Linked DNA regions of Rattus norvegicus: region 1 is linked to region 2. The links are chromatin contacts, called in public HiChIP or PLAC-seq maps. All regions are on one chromosome and are shown on one strand. Each heading gives the region's core, a stretch centred on a gene start, on an enhancer-like site or on the middle of the called end of the contact. The rest is flanking DNA. Distances are from core to core; before and after follow the strand shown.

Region 1 (5,727 bases), core at 2,486-4,985, 130 kb before region 2:
GCACAACAGCCAGACATAGAATAAAACGAAGACTGTATTAGATTTCTGCTACACTGCTAATCAGGTGCTGGGGCAGGTGTTAGCAGCCAGCCCATGCCAAGTCTGGGAAGCAGGGACTCGTGTCTGCCCACACAGTCAGGTTATTGAGTGGTGGCTCTTGGGCTCCAAGAAGTTGTCTATAACTGGAGAGGGAAGCAGAGACAGTACACAACTGTGGAGGGTCAGGAGGCTGAAGGAGCTGGCGTTTGGCCACTCACTTCTGATAGAAAATAGGGAATTACATAGTTGGGGTCTCTGAGGTGGGGGTGGGTGTTGGGGGTGGAGAGCAATTTGCTCAAGACGCCCAACCAGTGTCATCCTGCAGATAAAGTGACCATTGCAGGCTGTTTTAAGGACTATGACAATCGCTGTAAAGGGTCCAACTTGGCTCACAGGGCTCAGATGACTAAGCCACGATGAGTATTGTCATCAGAACAAGATGAGACTCTGCCAGATTTCTCTACAGAGAATGAGGACTTGGAACTCTTCATCACAATGGAAGTGCCCAAGGGCCACCTGTGGTCAGTAGGACTTGGGGGCTCTCTGACACCCAAAGCTCTCTGATTTTGACAACTTCCTAAGAGACCCCTGGGCTCACTTCCACTCTCTTGTCTTTAGAATCCACATTTTAATACTTCCAAAAGTTCACTAAAATCAAAAAGCATCATGAAAGGTTTGCTTCCGACTGTGTGAACAAGTGATGAATATCTGAGGAGACAGGCATGTTTACCTTGACGTAAGCAGTGCACACAGTTTGTACACAGATCGCAGCTTCACGTGGTCCGCACTGGTTGTGTGTGTGCATGCACTGCTTATAAAGTGACTTTCATTTAATTTTTAAAAGAAATCAGGACTCCTTCCGTCTGGTCGTCTGTCATAACTGTCTGCTGCAGGCACGGTGCAGCTCACCTTCTGTTCTCCACACTTGAAGGAACTTCACATCCGTCCGCATCCCGCCTTTGTTCTTTCTCAGAGTGTGCAGGCATACATTTGAAGAATTTTATCGCTCTTATTCAAATATAAACTGGGGAGACAGAAGCTAAGTTTAAGTTTTGAGTCTACACTATAGATACAGAATCTGCTCGTGTACTCTTGCTTGCTTGTTATTTATTTATTTATTTATTTATTTATTTATTTATTTTTGGTGTGGTGTCATAAGGCACTGGGTCTCGGCATTCTTCAGGCTGTGACCTTTAATACAGTTCTTCATGTTGCAGTGACCCCGGAGCATAACATTACTTTCACTGCTATTTTATAACTGTAATTTAGCCTCTGTTATGAGTCCTAATGTAAATATGTGTGTTTTTCCAGTGGTGTAGGAGACCTCTGTGAGGGTTTTTGACCCCTAAAGGGGTATCAACCCACAGGCTCATTGTCATAAGGGAACCAAGCGCTCTGTGTGTGTCAGGAAGCAGGCTACCACTGACACACACTGCAGCCATACCCTTTTGAAATAACAGATATTTGGGCCTGGGAAATGGCTCCACAGTAAAGTGCTTGACTTGCAAATTTGATGACCTAAATTCAATCCCCAGAATTCAATGAAAAAGTCAAGTATGGTGATGCTTGCTGGTAATTGGGAGCAGGAAATCGGACTCACTGGCCAGCCAGCCTTTCCTACGTGGCCAACTCCAAACCAATGAGAGACCTAGTCTCAAAATCAAGGTGGACAATGCTCCCGAAGACAACACCTAAGGTTGTTCTCTGCTCTGACGTCCAAACACACACACACACACACACACACACACACACACACACACACACCTGACCTCCAAACACACACACATACATCTGACCTCCAAATACACACACACACACACACATCTGACCTTCAAACACACACACACACACACACATCTGACCTCCAAACACACACACACACACACACACATCTGACCTCCAAACACACACACACACACACACACACACATATATCTGACCTCCAAACATACACACACACACACACACACACACACACACACACACAGAGCCATACGCACACCTGCCCATGTATGTGTATCTGTACACATATATAACAAATATACAAAGTGTTTCCTGTCTCTAAAAATAGAATTCCACCAGAGGTGGGAGATTAGTTTGAAAGCACTTCCTTAAGTCCATGTGACTGGCTCCTGAGAAGGCTCGTGTGTACACTGTTCGGTCTATGGTTCACATCCCGTTAACCTTTGACCTTTCTGGAAAGCTGCGAATAGAGGAGCACCCTATGTTGTCCACAAAGGGTTACACCTGCTCGTTACTACCTCGAGAGGTAAATTTTGTGAAAACCCAGAACCTGAATCCTCAGGAACGTCTTCCCATTACTTTATTACCATCCCTGCATGTATCCCAGTATGCCACCATCTTAAGGTATTTGGAACAAAAAATAAACTTCACTTCAGCTTTGTTAGGTGACGTAAGCATCTGGACTCCTCTGGTCACAACTTCCCAGCAGTGCCCAGTGCATCTTAGATAGGGACTTGGCCTCAGCCTTCCCACTGTCTTTTGAAACACTTTTTTTGTGTGTCCTGTTCAAATATTTTTCTGAAAAATTTCTCCCAGCTCTTTCTCCCTCCTCCCCATCTCCTTGGGTTGGTCTTGATTGACGTAAGAGGAGTAAGCTTCCTCAGCATCCTGGTATTTCGTGGTAATTTCCCACAATTCCAGTGTTCATTCATTAACCATTTTGACAACTCAGCCCTTTTCAACAGGCAAGCTCACAGCTTTCCCCTGCGTCTCCTCGGTCCTCTCTAATGGACCTTCTCCTTCCCGCTGAGAACTCACGTGTTCTCCGCCTGTGAGTTTCATCTGTGCTGTGCCACGGGGTTTCTGTTTTCCAAGTTTTAATTTCCAAGATGCTCTTCCTGATTTTTGAGAATGCCGGGCCTCTGTGTCATGGGTAGGTAACTTTATACTGCGAAGACCACAGAGTGGCTTCAGAGCCTTTCTCCTTGCTTTCTGTATTGTTTCTGTGTCTCTGAGTTTCCTCTGTGTTTTGTTTTGTTTTGACTTGGCCCTTTTCTTTTTCTGGATGCCTGGAGATCTACACTGGCAGACTTTGTACGGTGACCTGGCAGACAGCCAGGTTTTCTTTGAGTGACCCCCGAAAGGCTGTGTGGGAAGGATTTTTCACTAAAGGGACAATTCAGTTTCTTTGGTTCTGGTGTGAGTCAGTGGTAGAAGCTTGCCCTGCGTACTGGAGGCCCTGGTCCGCCCTTCTTCTTATTTCAGGGCAGGGAAAGGAGAGGTTTGTGAGGAGCCTTCTAGTTTGGATAGATAAAACAGATTGCTGTCTTGTCTGTCTGTCTGTCTGTCTGTCTGTCTGTTTGTTTGTTTGTTTGTTTTTGAGACACAGTTTCTCTGTATGTTCCTGGCTGTCTAGAGACTCATTTTATAAACCAGGCTGAGCCATCTCTCCGGCCTCATCTTTTCTCACACACACACACCTTTACTGTAGGGCCCGATGGATGTGTGTGACGGAGTGAGCGGTATAATATTGTGGGACCTGGGACCGTAGATACGGCAGCAGAGGGCTTGGCTTCAGATCTTGGTTCTGTTCATTACCACCCCTAAGATCTCCATCAGTTCCCTTTCAAAGCCCGAGCTGAGAACTGAAGGTGCCACCAGGCCTAGGAAGAGGAAGAGCATAGCTGGATTCTCTCCCTTTTTATTCCTTGTGGTCAGTTCTGTGTTGTAAGAATATGGCCTTTTATCCCACACAACCAGGCCAATGAAAGCACAAAGGAAAATGCACCCATGACCCTGCTGTAGAGATGTGGCCTGCTGAAGACACTCATTGTTTTCAAACTTGGCAATCAGAAAGAAAGGGGCTCTCAACAAACCAGTCATTGAGGAATAGGCCGGGACTCTAGCATGGTGAAATGACAAACTGTGACATGGCAAGGAGCCCTGAATGGAAGCTCTCTGTCACAGGGGCATCTAAATGCATCTACCCAAACAGCACAGAAACACTGTCGAAAGCCCTGCTTGTTTCCGGGGCTGACTTTGAGATGGGGTCTTTCCCAGGGGATGCCATCCCAGTTCAGCTTCAGTACTTAGAGTGAGCTGGGTCCCTCTCGGCACTTCTTGGCTCTGGGGTGAGTAGAAGACTGTGGGGTAGCGCCTGAGCCTGCATCTCATGGACACTAGGAGAGAAACCAACACAGAGATCTGCAGATAGAAATGATGAGAGGACAGCCAATCGACCCCAACAATGCTTCAGACATCAAGAAAGAGTCATTTGTGGGCTCTGCCCCTCAAAGGGGCCAGTCTTGCCGAGACCACTGAAATAAATGTTTTGCTGCCTCTGTTGTTTGGTTTCTTGAGACAGGGTCTCACTGTGGCACTCTGATTGGCCTTGAACTTGCAACAGTCCTCCTGCCTCTGTTCCCTGGATGTAGGGTTTGCAAAGGTGAGCTTCTATTGCAGGGTAAACCTGCTCTCCTGCAGATATACTGGCTGGGAACACAGACAATGGCGAAACATGTTGCTGTTGGAACAATGTGGAGCATTTAGACAAGTCTCACTTGCCATCCGTCTTGCTGCTTAGAATTCTTAAGTTTATCTACGGTGATTTTTAGAATAAGAAAATATGGTGAACATATCATTCTGAAAAGGAGACATTGTGGATGTGTAGGCACCAGAAGCACGTGAGTGGCATGCATGCCTGCGTGTGTGTGTGTGTGTGTGTGTGTGTGTGTGTGTATCTTGTGCATATATGTATGTGTTTGTCTCACTCTCTCTCTCTGTCTCTCTGTCTCTCTGTCTCTCTCTCTCTCTCTCTGTGTGTGTGTGTGTGTGTGTGTGTGTGTGTGTGTGTGTGTGTGTGTGTGTGCTGGGAGTAGACCCTGGACTTCATCAATCCTAGGCAAGCATTCTTCCACTGAGCTACACCACAGCTTTGTGAAAGGATTTTTGCTAGCATTTGTTTTTGATATTGAGTTATATATTAGGGAACTAGTAAAATGAATTATGTTACATCCATAAAAGAAGAAGCCATTCAGCCACACACACAGATACACACAGATACACACAGCCACACACAGCCACACACACACACACACACACACACACACACGATGGAAATATAGTACTAAATATTTTCGTAAGAAAAATGATCTGATATACTATTCATAAGAAGGCAAAACAATTCATTAGTAGTGTATATTATTTTATTTTAACCAAGACTGTTTTCACAATGCATTTGTCAAGAAAACAGCTGGTCTAACAGTCATTTGCCATCATTTCTATGTGACACTGTAGGTGATACTTAAATTTTCTCAAAGAACATTTGTTTCCTTTGAATTTTTTTTTTAAAGATTTATTTATTTATAAGTACACTGTAGCTGTCTTCAGACACACCAGGAGAGGGAACCAGATCTCATTACAGATGGTTGTGAGCCACCATGTGGTTGCTGGGATTTGAACTCAGGACCTCTGGAAGAGCAGTCAATGCTCCTAACCGCTGAGCCATCTCTCCAGCCCTGTTTCCTTTGAATTAAGAATGCAAAAATGGGTATATATTAGTCTTAATAATATACACATTAGATAATCGTGATGTATGTCTGCTCGCTTGCTTGCAACAGCCTAGGCTGACCTTGAATTCTAGATGCTCCTTTCTCACCACCCCAGTACTGAGAAAGACACGCACGTGCCAACACGTCCATCTTAATACTCATTGAGATTACACTG
Region 2 (5,394 bases), core at 2,392-4,891:
TCTAAGTTAGCGGGGGAACTTGGGGAGGCCAAACACACGGCTTCTTATTTCACTTTGTAGAATTCAGTGCATCTGAACTGGAAACAATAGTGAGGGGTTGGGGAAATCAACATTTGGTTTCAGCTTTAAGTTGTGCTTGTAGATCTGCCCTGGCCGGCATCCCACAGTAGAAACGAGATAATCCTTTGGCTTCTCTTTTCATTCTAGATAATTATCCACTTGGTATTCTATGGGTGAGTCACCTGAATAACTACTGTTGTTTGTAACATTAAGTAGTGGTGTATTAGGCGGTAATGAGCAGAGTGTCAGCTCTCCTTTTGATCTCTCCTGATACCTTCCTTTCAGACTTGAAAGAGTGTGAGCGATTTCCTTACATGCCATTTTGTTAGAGCCTCTTTAATCTTCCGGCTTCGTTGCAGCATCAGAATCAAACTTACACAAGAGATTCCCTTGGCCTAAGACAAGATGTTTCCCTTCAACGTAATTGTGTCTCCCTGCTCTAGGGCAATCTCACCTTAATCTCCATCACTGGTAGACCTGGAGGAATGAAGAACCACATGAGAAGTCCTACTCAGAGAAAGTTCCATCGCTGTATTAGGCAGTGAGGAGTACATTGTAGGAGGCTGGAGGGATGACTCAGTGGATGAAGCTTTTGTTGATTTTGTAGAGAACCCAGCACCCATGTTGGTGGCTCACAACCATCTGTAACTCCAGTTCCAGGGGATTTGATGCCTTCTTCCGACCTTTGAGGTCACCAAACACGCACATGATGCCCAGACATACATGTGGGCAAAATACTCATACACATAAAGTAAAATAAATGACTCTAAAAAATTAAAGTGTACATCTGTGGCTCACAGATTTCTATCAGGCAGTGCTTAATGGAGAGAGAGGGCTTTATAGCAGAACATATGAGGTGTAATCAGTGTGGAGTTAGTGTTTTATTTAAAAGATAACACAAATAGGCTTTTAAAGCACATGTAGAAAAAGTATAAAATAAAAGGTAAGAGTTCCTTTTGCCACCACTGATCCTACCCCTACCTCACACCTCACCTCAACCCACACCCCACACCTCCACCTCTACTTCCTAGGCTACAGACTCTGGTGTCTTTTCTTCCCAGAATTCCAATCTGCATATGGGAATACCGAGACCCAAGATTGTTCAGGTTTTTCCTACAAAATGATGTAGTTTGAATGTCAGCCATGAACAGCTTTATATCTCTAGTTTACTATATATACTCTAGATCTTTATATCATCTCTAGATAACTTATACCTAATACAACATAAATGCCGTGTAGATATTGGTTGTGTTGAATTGTTTGGAGGATAGTGGGGGGTGGGGGGGGAGGTCCGCATGTGCTCATTAGAGATTTGATGTGAGGTTGATTGAGTCTATCGAGTCTGTATAAATGCAGTATTAAAGTATATGGAAATGTGCTTAAAAAGATCTAATGCTTTGCTCTTGCTGTTGAAACTGAGAGGATTTAGTCATGATTTGGTAGCTGGGAGAATGGCTCAATCTATAAAATACTTATGGTGTAAACATGGGAGCCTGAGTTTGATCCCTGTAACACACATCACTTTCCTATTTAGCAAGCTCAAAGGCAACGAGAGACTCTGCCTCAAAACACAAGGCATCCATCCCTTGATAAACAACGCCCAAAGTTGGCCCCTGGCCTCTACACACTTGTAACACACATATACATTTACCTTCCCACATACATACATACATACATACATACATGTATATCTATGCACACACACAAATAATAAACACAATTAGGCTAGTTTATAAAAATTCTAGACTTTTTCTAATGTAGTAAACAAACGTCCATTGAGTACAACTTTATGAATCAGTAAGTGTGGTAGGCTTTGAGCACGCAATGGTGGGTGGGATCGATGTGACTTCCAACCACGTGGAACTTAACGAAGTTTAATGGCACCTGCCGGAGATTTTAGTGCTGAGTATGAAATGTAACAGCAATGGTAACGGCTACTATTTAGCGGCCATTTACTATTATATAACATTGAATATTTTTATGTTATTTATTAGTTGCTTTTTTAAAGGTTTTAGAAAGAAATATAAGGAATCCCAAGGTTAAAGGAAGTGAGTGAATCTGTCTAACTTCCGACGTGCTCAAATCAAGTGACAGGAGCAAGATGTCTTTCTCTAGACCCTGTACTGTATCATCGAGTGTCCGTTTAGAAGGGCACTATGGTCCAAATTTGGTGGCAAATGTCTTTAAAAACAAGCCTTTTATATAAATGCCTGTAGCAGATGCTGAATATGGCAGAGCCGTTCTTCTGGGACAGAGATAACCTTGGTCGACGTGGTACGCAGAACATTCGAGCAGATGTTTCTCTAAGACAGCTAACTAGCTTCAGATTGGTTTCTGGAATGCTTTGAACTTTGATGTATGTTTCTGTACTTTTTTTAACAGACAAAAATTGGATCAGGAAAACTGATGGGGCCCAAAGGAGTTTCTGTGGACCGCAATGGGCACATTATTGTGGTGGACAACAAGGCATGCTGCGTGTTCATCTTTCAGCCCAACGGGAAAATAGTCACCAGGTTTGGTAGCCGAGGAAACGGCGACAGGCAGTTTGCAGGTACACTTGATGGTAATATGTGAACCCCCTTCTTTTGCTCACACTTGCATGATGTTTGAGCATGTTGAAGGTGCCCAGTTCCTCAGTGTGCCCGCCATCTTTAGGAAGAATGCAGCGGGTGGAGCCAGAGCAGGGGGTGTGTCGGGGGCGGAGCCAGAACAGCAGCTGTAAGCAATGAAGATGCTTCTTATTTGTCCTGAGAAAGCTCAGTTAAAATTGCAGCCTTTAAATGGTTTCTACCGGTGGCTGCTCACACTGCAGACATTGGCTTTTTAAATATTTGTATTAAGTGAAGCAATACATCTTAAAATAAAATATTTACCACCACCACCAACAACAAAAAACCCACAAGGGTTTGAAGACCAATGAGCGACAGTTTCCCATGGCTGCAGTTTTCTTTCACAAGCCTCTGGATGGGGGTTATTTCACCTTTGTGGGTTACTGTAAGAGAGCAGGAGTGTAGAATATTTGCTAAGAGCAGCAAAGGCAGTCTTTTTTTCCTCCCATTTTGCGCTGTGCAACTTTGCAATCACACGCTTTTTTGGTTGTGCACATCTGCAAGAAAAGGCTGAGCACGGTCCATTGATTTTCCTTTCAAAGGATGCTTGGCGCGATTTCCGAGTTCAGCTGGCATCGTCTTTCTTTGTGTTCATTCTCTCCTTCTTTGTCTGGCCCAGATTCTGAACAGTCACTCAATATTATAAAATGCAGGCTTTCTGCTCAGTTTTGTTTTTTTTTTTTTTTTTTTTCAAGGAGAAAAATTATATTTTGGAACCTCTTTCCCAGAGCGAATAACAGCGATATTTTTCTTTGTAGGATTCCTTTATTTCCCTACTTAGTGGTCAGAGGGGATGGGTATGGTTTATGGAGGGCAGTGCAGAGAAGGGTTGCTGGTACTTCCTGCTCACCCTACTTTCTTAGGGCTGCCACTTTTAAGCCTTGGTGGGGTGAGGCCAGAGCAGACAGCTGAGAAACATGCTGGATCCAGTTTATCAGGAGCTAGAAGTCTGGCCGAGTGACTGTCCGTGGACTGGGGCTTGGGCTCTTTGTTCTTTCTTATTAATTAAGTCAATGTGTAGCCTTGTCCTGTGCTGCAGCAACTGCTGTGTTTGTCATTGTGTTCTCTGTCAGAGCCCTCATGTGTTTCTCCCCCCGTTTCATTGCAGGTCCCCATTTTGCAGCTGTGAATAGCAGTAATGAGATCATCATTACAGATTTCCATAATCATTCTGTCAAGGTACTATTATCACTCCAACTGTTGTTAATTCGGCATTGCTTGAACGGAGAAATTGGTCTAGTTGTAAATAAGAGACAACACTGTGCAGACACTCAGAACTGAATGGAGTAAACCTGATCTGTCTTCAGCTTCAACACAAAGGTTTTAATGTGGACTTTCATACTGGTGGATAAAATAAGATGGCCGCCAGTGTCTTAATTGGAAACGGAGATGAATGAGGATGAATGGAAAGTTTGTAAAACAGTTGCTCAGACATAAAGACAGAACTTTCTGTAACTCACTTGCCACTTCAAGTGTGTTTGTTAATAATCAACACACTAAAAATTCACTGCTTAGATCTTCTGCACCATAAGGCCTTTAAAAACCAGGTGTTAGAACTCCGCTAAGGCAACAGACTCACAGGCATGTCGGGAGTCAGTCAGTGTCCATCCACGAAGTGTATCAAATATTTATTTCTTCCAGCATTTTCTTGCACTCAGGAAAACATAGAAAATAATGGCCTTGATGGCATGGTGGTAGGAGCCTTTAATCCCAGCACTGGGAAGGTAGAGGCAGGCAGATCTGAGTTCCAGGCCAGCCTGATCTACAGAGTGAGTTCTAGGACAGTCAGGGCTACACAGAGAAACCCTCTTTCTCAAACAACAACAACAACAACAACAACAACAACAACAACAACAACAACAAGAGAATTGCTTCCTCTAACAATTCAGTGCATCTGTCTTACTTTAAGATCCCTACTTTGAGTTCTTGTTATGGGAAAACTGAGACATACAGTGATTTGATATATTTAGCGGTTGTGGGTAAAGCTTCTCCAGGAAGCATGCATGGTCTATTGACGGTATGTGGGTAGTCATGCCAGTATGCTGGCAAGTATATTCTTCTCAGGGTTGCATTTGTTTCTAGGGTTAGTTATTTGGGCTGAAGGTCAAACCCTGGTATATGTAAAGCCATGGGTTCAATTTCTGAGGGGGTGGGGTGGGGAGCGAAACAAAAAAAATGTATAATTACCTGCTTTCTGTAATTAATATTTCTGTAATTGGTATTTCAAATTATATCGCTATTCATTATAAAGGTGAGCTAAATCTTTTCTTACGCTCATTTAAAATTCCAAAGTGTATTCGCTTTAAAGGACACCTAATAAAGAAACAGCACAGCGTGGTAGGCCAACAGCCAACATTGCACTTTGAGCAGCCCAGTTAATGAGAACTTATTAGTGTTGGTAACTGGATATGCAAGTAAGGGGTCGGAATTTCGATCCCATTGATTTTTCCTCTACTAAGCTTTTTTTTCTGCTTCATTCCTCAGCCTATCATCTTCCTCTGAATAGAAGGCGAGGCTTTGACCTTTTAAAGGGAAGCTAAGTCCCCTTGCCAAAAGTAGAAAACAATGGGCGGTGGGGACAGGCAGGCTGAGGGGAAGGGATACACTGTTGCTTTTCTGTTGCTGCGCCACAGTGGCTGGTTTAGCCGTAGGAAATCAGTCAGCAGTAATCACATGCAAGCTGCTTTCTCTGGGGACACTTCTCCACTGGCAGTGTCTGTGTGAA

The links. HiChIP or PLAC-seq counts read pairs in DNA pulled down with a chosen protein or histone mark.
Region 1: an H3K27ac HiChIP or PLAC-seq map of oligodendrocytes shows a contact between it and region 2, with 7 times the contacts expected there. The contact joins two enhancer-like sites. A contact is called at or near these places in 3 of 12 Hi-C or Micro-C datasets (hepatocytes, kidney and liver) and 1 of 1 datasets of contacts at active chromatin or transcription factors (oligodendrocytes).

What each region holds. Positions count from the first base shown.
Region 1 is chr2:171,937,734-171,943,460 of GRCr8, reverse strand. It overlaps a transcript of Trim2 not described here. Among named protein-coding and RNA genes, the nearest start is that of Trim2, 78 kb to the right of the region's middle. Within about 2 kb of position 3,735, at least 43 of the 93 cell types and tissues checked have an H3K27ac peak or open chromatin away from gene starts, as enhancers often do.
Region 2 is chr2:171,809,603-171,814,996 of GRCr8, reverse strand. Trim2 (tripartite motif-containing 2) reads left to right here. Exons shown (of 12, transcript NM_001108552.2): 9 at 2,443-2,611; 10 at 3,778-3,848. Among named protein-coding and RNA genes, the nearest start is that of Mnd1, 18 kb to the right of the region's middle. Within about 2 kb of position 3,641, at least 19 of the 93 cell types and tissues checked have an H3K27ac peak or open chromatin away from gene starts, as enhancers often do.